Linked DNA regions of Mus musculus: region 1 is linked to region 2. The links are chromatin contacts, called in public ChIA-PET maps. All regions are on one chromosome and are shown on one strand. Each heading gives the region's core, a stretch centred on a gene start, on an enhancer-like site or on the middle of the called end of the contact. The rest is flanking DNA. Distances are from core to core; before and after follow the strand shown.

The links. ChIA-PET counts read pairs in DNA pulled down with a chosen protein or histone mark.
Region 1: a contact with region 2 is called in an RNA polymerase II ChIA-PET map of memory CD8 T cells, with 5 read pairs. The contact joins the promoter of Ola1 here to the enhancer-like site in region 2. A contact is called at or near these places in 4 of 115 datasets of contacts at active chromatin or transcription factors (astrocytes, bone marrow-derived macrophages, cardiomyocytes and 1 more) and 2 of 9 other capture datasets (adipose tissue and liver).

What each region holds. Positions count from the first base shown.
Region 1 is chr2:73,213,130-73,215,829 of GRCm38.p6, reverse strand. Ola1 (Obg-like ATPase 1) reads left to right here and starts at 1,383. Exons shown (of 11, transcript NM_025942.2): 1 at 1,383-1,544.
Region 2 is chr2:72,837,046-72,839,745 of GRCm38.p6, reverse strand. The region is part of intron 1 of Gm39849 (a long non-coding RNA gene); the gene reads left to right. Among named protein-coding and RNA genes, the nearest start is that of Gm39849, 23 kb to the left of the region's middle. Within about 2 kb of position 1,450, at least 81 of the 459 cell types and tissues checked have an H3K27ac peak or open chromatin away from gene starts, as enhancers often do. A contact at or near this core is called in memory CD8 T cells, where this site is marked.

The sequences.
Region 1 (2,700 bases), core at 134-2,633, 380 kb before region 2:
GTGCTGTTCATGTGCGTTAGCTCGATGGCGGTTACAAGCTGTGTACTGCTTATCCCTGGGGTCTATTTTACACATACAATGATGACAAGGATACTAGGCTGAGTGTGTAGTGCATTAGTAACTGTAGAAAGTAAGGACTTACGTGACTGCTTTGACAGTAACAATCTTTAACCAATAGCAAAACTAAAGACAAAGACCCTGTCTTTAAAATGTATCAAAAGAGCTCTAAGGCTTTCCTAAGATCACTCTCACGGGGTGACAGAAAAACCTTAATGCAATTTTATTACAAACAGTGGCTCAGCTGCTGCTTGTCAGTCACACCATTCAAAAAGTTTCTGACAGAAAGTGAAGAGTTCTAGATCTGTGAGATGGCTCAGTATGGAGAGGTGCTTGCTGCTAAGCCTTACGAATCTGAGTTTCATTCTCAGAACCTGCAAAGTACGAGAGAACTGACTCCAAGCTGTTCTTTGACCTCACCAGAACTGTTGTATACAAGAGCGAATCCACACAAGCACACATACAATAGGCAATAAACATAATTAAAAAAAAAAACTCAGATTTTTGCAGAGAGATCAGGGTTTGACATGTGTCTTCTGTCACTAGTTTAGTTGTGAAACTTTACCTGATACTTTTCTGATACTATTCTGTCATCTGCAAATTGGGGATTAGCAACCAATTCACACTCTTTTCTTTTATTTGCAACTGGTATGTTTGAAAAAAAATTATAATTTCTGGACATTCACTGTAACAAATACTTGAAAGTCATTGGAGAAAACCTAATAAACACCTTTTTGTCCCAGTGGAGCTCATAGTGTAGTTAGAAGGTGACTTTATACATATTATTTGATTTAATCCTACCAATAGCCTTATGAGATGGATCGCAGTAGTCTCATTTTAGAACCAGGAAGAAATCATGTTTCCTTCTCATAGTTCTTAACCTCGCAGAGGAAAGGGATGTATGTGCGGCGACGAGGAAGAAGATGGTGACTCTTTAAATGTTTTATGCACTTCTGTGGCTGTTAAGTGCGTCTTGGATCCGAAATTTTCCTTGGTCCATTTTTCCCTTGAAGAAAGTTTAATGGCTTCTCATCGTTAACCCATCTGAAAGAAGTTACTGGAAAGGGGAGAAGGGCGGCTCCGTGCAGGTAGCAAAGGCTGATCTGGGCACGATCAGTCAGGGACAAGATAGATCCCAGACGAAGCAGGAGCCCGGAACCGGAGCAGTGGAGCTGAAAGAAACCTGGAGGCTCGGTGGAAGCCCACGTGTAGAGAGACGCAGAAACCCGGTGCTGCTGAGCGCCCTCCTCCTCGTAGGCCCCGCCCATCCGGGCCCGGGCATCCGGGCCAATGGGCGTGACCCTGTGGGGGCGTGGCCTGCGCACAGGTGCCGCCCCGGCCCGCCCGTTCCGTCGCCTCTGCCGTCGTGCGTGCGGCTCGGCGGAGGGCCGGGCTTGCGCTCTCTCCGCCTTCTTCCCCACCTCCGGCTGCCGGCGACACCGGTCTTTGCAGTCCGGGACCCCGTGCGATCGTTAGCCCGGTGCACGGTGAGTCCCCGAAGGAGCCCGTGGGCTCCCGGGCCAGTGGTTCCGAGGCTGGCGCTAGGCCGGAGACCGGCCGCCGGGACGGGCTGAGGGCAGCGGACAGCTTGGGGCATGTGGATGAATGAGGCGCCCTCGGACTAGGCCGCGCGGCCACGAGATTGGCTCTCGCCGCAGTCTGGGGGAAAGTCTTGCCTCAGGGCGGGACGCCAATGCCGGGTCAGGAGGGGAAGGGTGGTGTGCGGAGGTCCTGCTTGGCTGGACTGCGGGGGCACCCCTTGTAGGTCACCCCTTGTAGGCTCCAGGACTGGACGGGCTCTCCCCATGCAGCTGTTCATTGGAGGCCCGGAACAGGTGTCAGGATCCCCAAAATGGGAGATCCTTGGCCTCCCGGTCTGGGATTACAGGTTGGAGTATCACTTCTGGAGCAGGCGGAGTGGGGAGAAGGAGGGAGGAGCAGCGTGGCTCTAGGAGGTCCAACCAGCCAGAAGGCAGGGACAGTTTTAGTTTCCAGGTTCTAAGACGCGCAAGGTTGCAGTTCCTCGTAGGTTCCTGTTGCAGTGTTAAAAGTGAGATCAATTTTGCACAGTGGACCTTGGAGCCAGGACAAGAAAAGACAGAAAGTTTGGACTTGTCAATCAAAAGGTATTTGAAATAGGGCTGTATATAGCCTACTGGTAGAGCGCTTGCTTTTAGCATACATGAAAGCTCTAGGTTGGATCTTGAAAAGGAACGACAAGGTGAGTGCCTTCAAAGTATCCAGTGTAGAGTGTGGGTTTCAAAAACTGTTTAATAAGGACTGACGGTAAGCTTACCTACAGTGTCAAAGGCAAAAAGGTCTGGCTTCGAAGGACCTCCAGGCCTAGTAGTGACCATCAGTGTGGTGAACGCTGAGTTGTGGAGAGAGGCGGGTTCCAAGCGGTGGAGGAATGATTGGCGAGAGGTGACATGGTTGCTGGTGTTTCTGTAATGGGCTTCCTTAGACTTGTGTCTCTTCTCCTTCCAAATGCTTTCCTTCAAATACTATGACAGGTTAAGAAGGCGGTTGTCGGCAGCCAGCACGGAGGATTGGAACTAAGTTTTAAGTTTATCTTTGATTCCCGCTGCTGCAGTGTTTCTGGGACTACTCAGAAGTGATACATGTACACATTTTAGAATCAGA
Region 2 (2,700 bases), core at 201-2,700:
ACTGCAACCTATCTCTATAACTAGCCCAGTAAAATGCTCTCCTCCCCCCCCCCCACACACACACCGCACTGCTCTCTCTCTCTCTGTTTTTTTCTTTTTCTTAAAAAAAAAGTATTTTTATTTCATTTATATGAGTGTTTGCTTGCTTGGTGGTGCCCACAGGGGCCAGAAGACAGTATGAGATCCTCTAGAACAGGAGTTATAGGTGGGTGTTGGGAATCAAATCCTGGTCCTCTGGAAGAACAGCCAGTACATTTACATGCAGAACCACCTGCCCATGCCCACTCCAAATTTCATGCCACATTCCCATGCTTTACTCCTAATGAATTCTGTAACATTCAGTACAGCTCGCACAATTTACTGTAGCTACACAAAGCAACACCAAAAATTTGCACGGCTCTCTTAAGCAGCCTCCCTTTCCTCTCCTTGTGAGAGTTGGGCACGTCCTATTCTGTCAAATCTTTCTCTGGTTTGTCACTTTGCCTGCCACTCAATTGTACATCACTTTCAAACATGAGTGCTTCCTTCTACAAACTAACTTTACTTTCATTGTTTGGGATTAAAGGTGTGTGCTAAGGCTGAGCCACATCATAACTAGAAACAGCTATTTTTTTTTTTTCTGTAAAAAACAATGTTGGGGTTCACCTTGTGATCAAATATCCTGCAACAGGTTAGAATCCATGATGGTGGAGCAAAGACATAGTGGCAAGTTCACACCTTGATCCCCAGGGAGAGAACTCAGGGAATGCCCTGAGTGTTTTGAAACCTTGAAGCCTGTCCCAGTAACACACCTCCTCCAACCTGGCTAAACTTCCTAATCCTTCCCAAATAGGCCCACCAATAGAGACTAAGTATTTAAATGTATGAATGGCTGGAGGTAATTCTCAGTCAAACTATCCTCCCCCACCCCCACCCCCGTTGTCAATCAAGGAGCAAGACATGAAAGGCACACATGAACCTGGCCTGAGTTACAATACCAGAGAGTAGTGGAACTGGGACCACCTTAATGCAGTTAGTGCCAAACCAGGTCCTTAACTGTTGCACTGTTACACACAGCCCAGCATTGTTGTTTAGGTTTTGATACATGCTAAAGAAAACCATTGTAAGCTTGGACACGGTTCAAAGCTGTTCAACCCAGCTTTACATTTTCTTCAAGGTAGAACACGGTTGTTTGCCTTGGAGTCAAAGAAGGCGTGGTCTGGGTTCTTTAAGATTGAGTGCTTTAAGTCCTTGTCACAGTGACAGGAATTACAACAGGGAAACTCTGAGCTCAGAGAGAGAGAGAGAGAGAGAGAGAGAGAGAGAGAGAGATTTTATTACCCCTAAGAAGTTGTTCAATTCTAAGTGTGGGTGGGATAACTATTTTTAATGACTCATTCCTTCACCCCAAGTGATGTCACTTGTTTGACCTTGTTTACACAGTCTAAGAAGGTCATTCACAGGTCAGCCAATCCTGGCCTGCCACATCCTCAGACAATGAGACTGTGATGGTGAGAGTCGGGGTTTCCCCAGTTATTATCTGGCTTGCTAAATTTGCATTGGTTCTTCCCACTTTTGCCCACAGCACCTCACGTTTCCTGCAAACATAGGCGACTTGGTATGTTTTTCCTCCATGCTAAGCAAAAGCCATGAAGTATGGATTTTCCTTCAGTGACTGCACTAGAGAAACTTCCCTTAAGGGTTCAAGTGAAGCTGGTGGAAGTATTATCCAGTCTATCATCTTCCTGGAAAGGTCTCCACTGATTTTTATTAGACACACGGGCTGAATTCCTTCAGGCATGCTTTTTATTCTGGTCACAAGATTGGATTTGTTTAGTGTTTGATTTTCACGGTCTTTAAAGCATTTGCACGGTAGCAATGGGAAGGTGTGTGAAACCTGACAAAGCATCAGTCTTCACAACGCTGGGATCTACCTGCACCCAGGATTAAGTCTACCTGACCAGGCTAATCAGAGTCTTGGTTGTAACTGCTAAAGTTAAAAAAAAAACAACAGAAAAACTATGTATCTCCCCTCCCCTGAAGGCTCCCCCACCCCCACCCCTCTTTCTGGTTTCCTGACCTCTGTGGGTATTCCAAATGAAATGTATGTGTCTAAAGCGTCAAAGCTAACACCTACAAATGAAAGAAAGCAAGGGACACTTGGCAGGGATACTTAACTCAGAATGATTGTTTCCAGCTGTATCCTTTACCTGTGAGCTTCGAAATTTCATCTTTCTTAATAGCTGAAAAATATTCCAGTGTGTAAATACGCCACATTTTCATTATTCATTCATTGAGACTGTAAGAGCCAGAAGTGGCAGATGAATACAAGGTAACAGTATGGGCAGCTGCACATATGACAGTGACACAATGTTGCTCCTGTTGTGTCTGGAAGACAGTTTTCTTGGAGCCATCCTCCACCTCTGGCTCTTCCAATCTTCCTGCCTCCTTCTCCGCATAGAGTTCTGAGCATCATAGGCAAGTAATTGCAGTGACAATCCCCAGACGACTAAATGCGATGTGAGTCCTGCTTGTCCCCCATAATGCTGTGAAAATGATGAGTTACTGAGTAGAGCACTTGGAGAGACTTGTCATTTCAGTTAATTAGCTACTCACTTTAAAATCAGTTCTTTGAGAAGTTGCATACAATGGGTTTTGATCAGATTCACTTCCCCAGTGACTCCTCCCAAGTTATCCTTACCAAACCAGCTTTGTGTTCTC